Linked DNA regions of Rattus norvegicus: region 1 is linked to region 2. The links are chromatin contacts, called in public Hi-C maps. All regions are on one chromosome and are shown on one strand. Each heading gives the region's core, a stretch centred on a gene start, on an enhancer-like site or on the middle of the called end of the contact. The rest is flanking DNA. Distances are from core to core; before and after follow the strand shown. Region 1 overlaps Phldb2 (pleckstrin homology-like domain, family B, member 2). Region 2 holds the start of Phldb2 (pleckstrin homology-like domain, family B, member 2).

Region 1 (5,203 bases), core at 2,418-4,917, 68 kb after region 2:
TCTGCAGAGAAAGAAAGCAGATTTGGGGTTGTGTATAGTTAGGCGGTTGGAAAAACAGGGAGGGGCTGTTGAAGAATATGGGTTTATTCCAGTGTTTTCAGAGTAATCATTAGACAGGTCACTGTTATGTGACTTTGTCAAGATAAAAACCACTGGACCGTTCATTTTTTGAAAAGCGTGGCTATTGAGAGTAAGTGAATTATAGCTCAATGTAAGGCAATAAACTGGCATTGAGACATACGAATGACATGTTTAAAATGCCAAATTTCTGAACACCTGTGACGCTGAGCCTAACATCAAACGCTTGGCTCCTAACTGTGTTCTTTCCCAGTCTGTAAGGTGATCTTCTAGAACTCTGCGGGGTGCCTCCACCTGTAAGATTCCACAGAGCACTGAACGGGCAGCTGAGAAGCCTCTTGGACCAAGACAGTAGCTACAGTGGGTTCTGGTGGCTCTAACCTATCTTAGGGGCTATTTAAGCAGAGGATCAACTAGATGAAAACCTTCCAGAAAACTCCTCATTTTCTGTTACCCTAGAGACCATCGGTAACCTTTGCACGCCAACTCTTGCCCGGACACCCAAAATACCTAGTAACCTCTAGTTCTGTTTCTGCAGTTCTGCAAGAGACCCTGGGATATTTGCTGCTTTCTCCGGCTACATAGGTTTCTAAGCCAGAGCAGATGACCTGTGACCTCTTGTGAAATGCTTGGTATTTGTCCTTCAGGGAAAACATTAACTCCTACTAATTGGCCTAATAAGAGCAATCCCAGCTTGTCCTCATTTGTGGGGCATAGGAACAGTCCGGAGAGGGAGGCAAGCATTGTGCTTCTTTCTGTTTTAAAGGAAAGGAAAAGACCATAGCATTTACATTTTCACCTTGTAGCTCCTAGTTTCATTTTCTTTTTTTTCCTTCTCTTTTTCTCCTCCAATGGAATCAATCTTCTCTGGACTTATTTTTCTTGCCCAGAGGTATGGATGATGGGAACATGGGAATGCAAGCTTTCTTATTTTCTTTTTGCTCTCTCAAAAAAGGTTAAACTTAAGGCTCTTCTTTGAAGGATTTATCAAAATAGTTAAATTGTAGTTGACATTAGAAAAAGAAAGAGAAGATTTGCTTTTTAAAGGAATATTGTGGGGCTGGAGAGATGGCTCAATGGTTAAGAGCACCGACTGCTCTTCCACAGGTCCCGAGTTCAATTCCCAGCAACCACATGGTGGCTCACAACCATCCATAATGGGATCCAATGTCCCCTTCAGGTGTGTCTGAAGACAGCAACAGTGAACTTATATACGTGGAAAAAATAAAATAAATCTTTTTAAAAAAAGGAATATTGTATAAGGGGATCCCAATGGAAGCTAGAACTCAGTTGTAAAAAGTTTTTCCAGGAGCATATTTTTGAGCCATCTCCAGATACAGAAGAACTATGGCTTCTGTCCATGATTCTGTAGAATCATGCTCTGACTTTAAAATAAGGAACCAAATGCTACCTGGGAATAGAGAACACTAACACAAAGGGCCCATCTTTCTGCTGAGAAGCTAAGAGTGCAGCGACTAGCCAACGTTTCTGTGGTTTTTTCAACTCTGGTTTGGATCAGAGTGTCTCTCCCTCTGTGATTGTTATGGAATGGAATGTAAGGTTATGACTACTAAATTCTCTTCAATCCCAAGACCAGTTCTGCCGTAGCCAGGCTTGTAGTGTTCCTGTGAGCTCCAGTCTGACCGAGCCTCCCTCCAGGGTACAACTTCCTCTGCTGGCAAAACCTCTGGGATGGCTCAGAAATAGCCCCACCACCAGCAGCTAGACATCCAGGAATTTGAACTGTGAGAACATACCAAGCTTGGATACTGGCCTTTGAAGCAGTTTTCAATGAGCTAAAGATAACTAAATGGGGCTTCATCTTGCCAGTCAGTTATCAGTGTCTGTGGTGTGGGGTAGGGAGGAGGCAAGAAGGGAATGGAATTCAGGTCTTTTTTAAAAAGTCTGCAGCAATACATGCACACACTGATGCACGCTCGCACGCTCGCACGCACACACGCACAGATGCACATCATATCCCAGCACCTACCTTCTCTCATATCTTGACAATTTCACCTTTACTCCCATATACGTGTTTATGATTTTAAGTAGACGTATGAAACATAGGAACCACAAATGAGAGAAAACACAGCATGGCTCTTCCGGAATATCACAGCTTAGCCTCTCTGACACTAAGTATACTGAGGCCTTAAGTTACTCTAGAGCAGTGGTTCTCAACCTAAATGCTGCGGCCTTTGATACAGTTCCTCACATTGTGGTGACCTTTCCCACACCCCAACTATAAAACTATTTTTGTTTCTACTTCTTAACTTTAATTTTGTTACTGCCTGTATCACAATGTAAATATATGATATACTCGATATTGGATATGTGACCCCTGTGAAAAGGTCATTGAACCCCTCAAAAGGGTCACAACTCATAGGTTGAGAACCATTCGTCTAGAGTAAGACATAATTTTCTAATTCAGTACCTACTTTATGATAAAGCATCTGTCCAATGTGGTTTATTGAATAATGTACTGAAAACAGAATTCAGAATGGTTGTATGAATACATTTCCATGTCATTGTAACTCTGAAACATAATGTTGAACCATCAAAATGAGAGACTGTCTGCATGGTGTAATATTCTCCTATCCTAAGCAGACAGCTGTATGTTTTTTTTTTTTTTTTTTTTTGGTAAATGTGTACATTTATGTGCCTATGCCCACAATCAGGTTTAGAAGGAATTCATTTCCTTGTGCCTCTATGTTAATCCTCCTACTACTCCGATCTTTAAACACCTGTCATCCCCTTCTCTAGAGTCTCCTTCCTTTTAAAGAGGTCAAACAAAATATGATCACCAGCTTCTTTTCTATCCTTTGATCTTTTTGAGTTCCTAAGATGAAGAAAATTGGAGTCAGAATAAAGAAGAACTTGCTAAAGACCCCATGTTATTGCGAAGCCCAGAGCAAAGCGTGCATTGTAGATCCTCAGTAGGGCACTGGGACACAATACCACCACCACGCTCTGATGAACCAGAGAACCAATACAGAAATACCATGCTTGGGCATCAGAGATGCTGTGATCTCAGCTCTGTAGTCTACACAACCCACTAAACACCTTGAACCTCAGCTATCCTCCTATACTGTGAGGATAATGATGCCCACTGCATAGTTCTGTTGTGAGGAATTAATTAATATACAAAGTTCATGACACAGGGCTAGACAAACTTTAAAAACATTTCTTCCCCATCATCAGTGAATGATAGTTACTGCTGGCTAGAAAGTCATTTAAAGCACATTTTGTTGAGACGAATAGCTTAAGGAGAAATATAGTTCATCTAATAACTAAGGAATCGACTTTAAACATTGACTCATTACATTTTAAAAAAGAATGCATCTCAGAGACGCACTGTCAGGGGGGTGATTCGTTTAGTATAGTTAGCTGAACACTGCTCCGTTTCCTTGCTAGAGGGAAGATACTGCTTTCTTTCCTTTTTTTTCTTTTATCTTTATTCTGGGTTTTGATTTTGTTTGCTTTGCCTAATTTTACGCCTCACTCAGTAGCTCTCAGTTATGACTGGACCTTCACATCAGCTAGGAAGTGTTTAAAAATTACCTATGCCTGGTCCTGAGCCCAGAAATTCTGACCTCACTAGTCAGAGAAGGTTCCTGGGTAAGGAGGATTGCAAAAACTTTACTTGGTGGTAGTAATGCTAAGCACACACGACTGAATTAAAGCAGGATTTATTTGGGAGATTCCAGTCAACGATCTCTCCGTTGTAGGCTAAGTTGTCTTAACCAGTCCGTGACTTCTGACAACTTAGGAAGACATACACTGCAGAACCCACGTATGTCATGACTTGCTCGTTTTTCTAATAGTTAGATAATTACACGCTCATGCAGGAGGATTCCTTGTGGGTGACAAGGACTATTTCCATTTGCAAAGAGGCTTTCCTCCACCTCCCGGCCCTCTGATGCCTCACCAGCTCCCAGTCAGAGTTAGGTGTTTAAATACATGGCCTGGAGTGGTAAGTGAATGTCTCATGAGTATGAAGTGGGAGATGACACAGGATGTTCCTCTAACTAAAAGCTCTACCTGCTTGTGAAGCCTGGACAAGCCTCGAGTCTTCAAAAAGTTTGTAGAATGAATAGTTGTTCTTACGAATGCTAAGGACTTTTCCAGCTACCATAATGTTGCAATTTTCATGACTAATATAATAATAATCAAATTATTCAATGTCTTGTTACTAGTGCTTAAACAAAAAGGATATCACAAAATGAAGATTTTTTATTAAAATTGATATATACATGTAAATAATATATTTGTTTGAGATGTATACTTAAGCTATATTTCCCAGTAAATGTAAGGCCTCACTCTGAACTTTGTAAAAGGAACTAATAGTTATTTAATCAAGGATTTGCTGTATTCATAAATCATAATTCCTAGCTGATATGAATGTCCAGTCATAACTTACTGGCACAGTGCTAGTTAATTCATTTACTCATTGACCAGCTATCTCCTTATAAAATGGAGCACAATATTGGCTGTTTGCCTATGAAATGATCAGGAGACTTGAGTGATGTTTGGATCCCTGGGAAAATCACATAACTACAAGTGCCAGAAGAAAATTCTACTATGGAATTAAAGGAGAGTTTGTTTAAAGAAAGGAAAACAACTTTAAATAGTACAATAAATATTTTCCTCTGCCTGGGGGTGACCTGTACTCAACCTCTTCCTTGTGAAAATACTGTCTCCAAGCCTGTGGTTTTGCAGCATGTCAGTAATTCTGAAGAGTCTGCCTGCATTCAACCACTGGCCACTTCCAAACCACATAGGCCTCTCTTGACCACTTTTCTACCATAGACAGCCACACAGTCACTAGGCCCCTCTTTCTTTTTAAAGATGAGTTCTTCTTCTTTAATGCTAACTCACTTTTTTAATTTAAGGTTTTTTTTTTTTTTACTTATTCACTTTATATCCTGCTCATTGCCCCATCCCAATCACCCGCCCTACAATCCATCCCCCATTCCCTTCTCCTGGGTATCTTCCCAGCCCTGGCACTTCAAGTCTCTGTGAGGCTAGGTGCTTCCTCTCCCATTGAGGCCAGACAAGGCAGCCCAGCTAGAAGAACATATCCCACATATAGGCAATATGTTTTGGGACAGACCCTGTTCCAGTTGTC
Region 2 (5,382 bases), core at 136-2,635:
ACAGCCCACTATTATAAAGCAAGGCATGCATTATCACTGACCTCTTGCCACAACAAATTGTACCTAACTTGAAAACTCAAAACAACACACATTCTTTATCTTACAGGTCTCAAATCAAAGGTTTAAAATGAACCATTAAGACCAGTCTCTCTCTCTCTCTCTCTCTCTCTCTCTCTCTCTCTCTCTCTCTCTCTCTCTCTCTCTCTCTGTCTCTCTCTCTCTCTCTCATCTAGAAGGTATCTAAATTCCTTGACTTAGGATCTTTGTCCATCTCCAGCAAGTTAACATTGCATTTTTAATATTTGACTCTGACTCTGACGTTACATGGCTTTTGATTTTAACCTCTTATGAATATATAAGATTCTGATTGAAAAAAGCTTCTGATTACAATAAGCTCCCATCTCAGGTTCCTTCATGCAGAAGATCCCACCATTTTCTAAAGAACTATTAGCAATCAGTGGCTGCTGGAAACTAGAGAAGCATTTCCTTTAGTGGTGTAATCACTGATGAGTAGTCTATATTCCTGTATGTAATCCTAAGTAAATTAATCCCCCCTCCTCCATCGCTTCCTCTCCCCCTCCCCCCACATACAACATACAACATAATAAAGTATGCAATGTTCATCTTTACTATGTAATGCACTGGTTCTCAACTTTCCTAATGCTGTGACCCTTTAATGCAATTCCTCATGGGTTGGTGATCTCCAACCATAACAAATTTTCACTGTACTTCACAACTGTAATTTTACTACTGTTATGAATCACAATATAAATATTTGATATGCAGTATACCTGATATGTGACTCCCCCAAAGAGTTCATGACCCACAGGCTGAAAACTTCTGCTATGAGGTAGCATATTCACAGTTCTGCAAATCAGACCTGGACACCGTCAGGGAGATGTTAGCCTATTTTAGACTATGTCATGGGAAGATCACTGCTGGCATTACTTTGAGAGCAGAGCTGGTTCTAATCCCAGTTTTAGCACCTCCTTCTCATTGTGCAACCAGCACTCCATTGAGCCTTTTCTCTCTCACCATAAAACTGTAACATAGGTGATGTGTCCAACATATACCACATTTTCAATACATACAACCCTATTTCTTCAAAGAACTGTAAGACGGTTCTTGAAAAACTCAATAGAAGAAATTCTATTACTAAACTAGAGGGTTAATAAAGGATCTTCCAAATTCCCTTCTGAGGCCATTAAGACATAGCAGCGTTAAAGCTTTCCTTTCTCCTATTGTTCTCAAGACCTCTTGTCTGCAGACCCAGTGTCAAAGTAATCTCAGCAGATTGTCTACAGCTCTCAGCCTCTGCTTTCTGCCAACCCCTCCCGGTCCTGCTCTCCGGTTCTGCCATCCAGCTCTCTGGTTGGATTTGAGTAGGCCTGGTGTGTATTGATTGGTCAGGTCTGCAGCAGAGACCAGCAGAGATTCCCTCCTTCACATCTGTCCACACGCCTGACCATAAGAAAGTTGCTGCCTGTGACTAGCAGAGAAGGAGGCAAAGGGTTACCTCCCTTTCTCTCTTGAGGAAGAGTGGAAGCTTCTGCCTCAGCCCTAGACTCTCCAGCTGAGCTGGGAAGGAAGCCAGAAAAGACACCGGATAGGAAAGTAACAAAGGAGGTAGGTAACCAACCATTGTTCCTTCTCTCAAGATCACAGAACAAATACCTTGCCTAACCTCATAACTAGGCCATCTTTGACATTTGCCTGCTGAAGGAGAGGTGGTAGATATCCCTGTATGTCAGGAAAATTCAGTTTCTTGTCCATTAATATAACCTGGAAGGCAAGTTGTGTTTTCTACTATCTTCTCTCACCTCTGAAAGTTGTTGACTGTTCCGCTACAAGTTTCAAGTTTTGTGGAGATTTTTCCCCCTTTCATTATAGAATATCCTATCTGTGATTGATTGACAAGTTTCCATTGATGGTGATTCCACCAACATAGCTCTTGGCTCCAGAACTTTGCTTTTATATGTTTCTTTCTGCCTACAAGATGATGCCAGAGAAGACAGTGCATATAATTCCGAAGACTGTTAACTTCTAGTGACAAGATTTCTCAGGAAATCACACTTTCGTGCTTTGGAACCTAAGGGGTTAAAAAGTCCCGCCATTCCTGGAGCAGAATCAAGCCTATTTACCCAAGCTTATCACCAGAGCAGCCAGGTCAATCATTTACTGACTCAGCACTGTTTCTTACCCGTAAAGGAGGACCACCAAAGTCCTTGCCTGACTGAGTGCCCCCACAAAACATACATATACACATTGTTATATAGAAAGTATTCACAGAAGCCAGCAAGAGCCCATATGCTTTTCTAACCCCTATACGTCTTTGTTCTTTCCAGAGTGGTAAGCACCCAGGAACCATATCAGCTCAGTGATTCATTAACTCAATCAAGACTCACTCACAGGACCAAAGCCTCGTTTCACCTGAAGCACAAAAAGTTGTAGCTTTAGAGAGAGCCTCAGCTGTCACTGGAGACCCAGGAAAGGTAGTTGAATGATCCAACAAGACAATAGCTTATTCTTGGAGGAGAGAAGAGTATCTAGAAACAATCGGAAGGGGATAGAAATGTCCTCAATTTTACACATTCCAAAAACTTTATTTTTAACAAATACGATTCACTCTTCTTTGGTCTGAATGTAACCCCACTAGTTGGAGGAGTGGTTTATCGTGACTACACAGACCTGGTAGGCCTATGTAATGATTTCTAGCTCTTACAATTATTACTCAGGTGGTTTGTGGTGGTGGTGGTGCCCGATTCTTCTGAACTCCATTTAGGAAACAGATTGACCCATGCACTGCAAAGTGATGTGTGATACTTATTTGGTCAATCATTTATGGCTAGGAGGTGAATACCCCCAGGTGAGGACTGTGACTGGAATTTTTAGTGGCTTGGCAGTTAATTAGATGCAGGAATTGAGACCACCGCAGACATTAAACCCCATTTGAAATTTGGACCATGTCTGAGCCACCTCCCAGGAGTGTCTTGGAAAATAACCATTTGTGAATTTTGTGATGATGCTCTGCAAAACGTTAAGTGTATCTGTAGCTGTAACCTCAAGTGTGTCTGTAAATAGCACAAGTGACAGAGGTGGGCAAAGGCTTCAGTGCATTCAAATAAACCGGCAGATTTGCCTACATGCTGCAGACTGCCTTCTTGTGCTTACATATCTTCTCTGTGTAACATCTAGCTCATACTGAGAAAAACGTCAGTGCAGTAGATCAGGCTCTTCTGTGCATTGTACATTAGCTAAAGAGAAATTATTGTTAAGACTGACTAGTTTAGTGTAGGCGCTGTCATTTTTTGTACACATTAGAAAGTTAGACCCGTGAAAGTCAATTAATTTTTTCCTTGACAATGCCGTGGTCAGCCAGAATCAAACTCATTTCTACCTTGTTCCCAACCTGTTGTCTTTCTCCTGAGTCAAAGTCGAGTCTCTCAGAACACTTGAGGACACACAGTAACACATTCCAGAGAGCCAAGCCAGCAAGGTAAACAAGCAATGCTCACCAACCCAGATTCTGCACTAGTCTGTGGCTGTGCTCTACCTAAGGCCAGTGGGTGTCGCTACTACAGAATGGCAAAAGCAGCCAATTTCATGCCTCTCAGATAGAAGATAAGAAAAGGAAACCAGCAGAGAGAAAAAGGATGTCCGGCCAGGTGTAACAGTCACTAGAGCATTCTGGATTCTAGTGAACTTAGTTCATTCTGAACTTAGGACTCAGCCCTTTCATTTCATGCCCTCAAACCCAGCGGTCCCTGCTGGAAGTGTTAGCCAGAAAAGGAAATGTTACTGTGTTTCTGGGACCTCAAAAGTTTACCATTTCATGTATTCCAGCTAATGCCTCCTCATCTAAACCCAGGGATTTGGTAAAATGAGGCTTTTACTAGTCAGGAGCCATTAGCAATCCATTCTGTTAAAGCTCCAATATAACCGACTACATTGATACACATTAGCCTGGAGTCTGTCTTGGCTTAAGGTTTCTCTTGCTGTGAAGAGACTCCAAGAATATGGCAAGTCTTATAAAGAATAATATTTATGCAGGGCTGGCTTACGGTCTCAGAGGTTTAGTCCATCATGGTGTTGTGTAGGCAGGCATGGTACTTAACTAGGTGATGAGAGTTCTACATCTGAATCAGCAGGAGGCAGGGAAAGGAGAGAGAGAGAGAGAGAGAGACAAATATAGGAACTGGCTTGAACATTTGAAACTTCAAAGCCTATTCTCAGTGACACTCTTCTTCCAACAAGGCCACACCTACTCCAACAGAGCTACATGTCCTAATAGTGCCACCCCCTATTAGTATTTAAACACAGGAGTCTATGGGGGCCATTCTTATTCTGTTAACTTTGCCTTTCTCTTTAAGATGCCATTAGCTGTCTGGCACAAATTCCTAGGCAGTCACAATGCCCAGTATTTACACAATTAAGATAAAGGCGAGCTATCTGAAATGTGGTCAGTTAAACAAGATTGAACAAAGGATTTCTTCTTCTTGATTCTGGCCAAGTACACCTCAAGAATATGGCAAGAAAGGCCTTGTAAGTAGGAACTTACGTATGCATCACCATGTCTACCCTCCTTAATCAGTTGGCCTTAGATGAGCCGTATTCTTGTAATAGCATTCTAACCGAAAACACAGGAAGAAGAAACAAAGAAAGGTAAAGAGAGAGGACAATGTCTCAAAAGAATTGTCTACCTATGTCAAACATTAGATGAACAAATGACTAAGACCATTTACTAACCCTTTTCATTAGTTCTAGTAAAACAAACCTATGTAATGTGTCCACATCATTGACTCATGAACATGAGGTAACATTTGACTTAGGTTCTATCTGTTCTGAAAGACTGTATTCTGTGTCACTGTTCTGGAAAACAAGTCAACATGATAGTAGCTCTTCTGTGTCCATGGCTGCTGTAAGAGGGTGGAGAGTCCTTTTCAAAAGCATTTTCTTGGCTCTTAGAGATTATATTTTATTCCCTTGCCTGTCCCCCATCAGACATTTTTGACCCTATAGAAGCTTAGATCCTCCCTACTAGATAAGTGCCATTAAATAACTAACAATGTCCATAGATTGTATTGTAATGCCTTTGAGAAGCTATGGCAGAAATGAGTTCTGACTTTTGTGACAAACACTCTTCCATTGCTTATTTGGTTGATTTGAATACAGAGGAAATAGAAATTTTTCTTTATTAGCATGGTGTGGATGTAGTGAGAAGGGCTTTGGTATGCTAGGCAAATGGCTTACCGTCCTCAATCCTCTACAAGGCTTTTTATAAAAGTTGATTTCTGCAGTCACATTGGCCTGAGCGAAAGCTCCACTTTTTCTAGACTTTCTTTCTAGTGCGTTAGTTATTTTATTTAATGCTATAACAGCCAT

The links. Hi-C and Micro-C count contacts between places; a contact is called where the count stands out from the background.
Region 1: a Hi-C map of the A7r5 cell line shows a contact between it and region 2, with 4 times the contacts expected there. The contact joins the enhancer-like site here to the promoter of Phldb2 in region 2. A contact is called at or near these places in 4 of 12 Hi-C or Micro-C datasets (the A7r5 cell line, the Rat2 cell line, hepatocytes and 1 more).

The regions. Positions count from the first base shown.
Region 1 is chr11:68,385,629-68,390,831 of GRCr8, forward strand. The region is part of intron 1 of Phldb2 (pleckstrin homology-like domain, family B, member 2); the gene reads left to right. Among named protein-coding and RNA genes, the nearest start is that of Phldb2, 66 kb to the left of the region's middle. Within about 2 kb of position 3,668, at least 14 of the 93 cell types and tissues checked have an H3K27ac peak or open chromatin away from gene starts, as enhancers often do. A contact at or near this core is called in the A7r5 cell line and liver, where this site is marked.
Region 2 is chr11:68,320,353-68,325,734 of GRCr8, forward strand. It overlaps Phldb2 (pleckstrin homology-like domain, family B, member 2), which reads left to right and starts at 1,386. Exons shown (of 16, transcript XM_063270861.1): 1 at 1,386-1,626.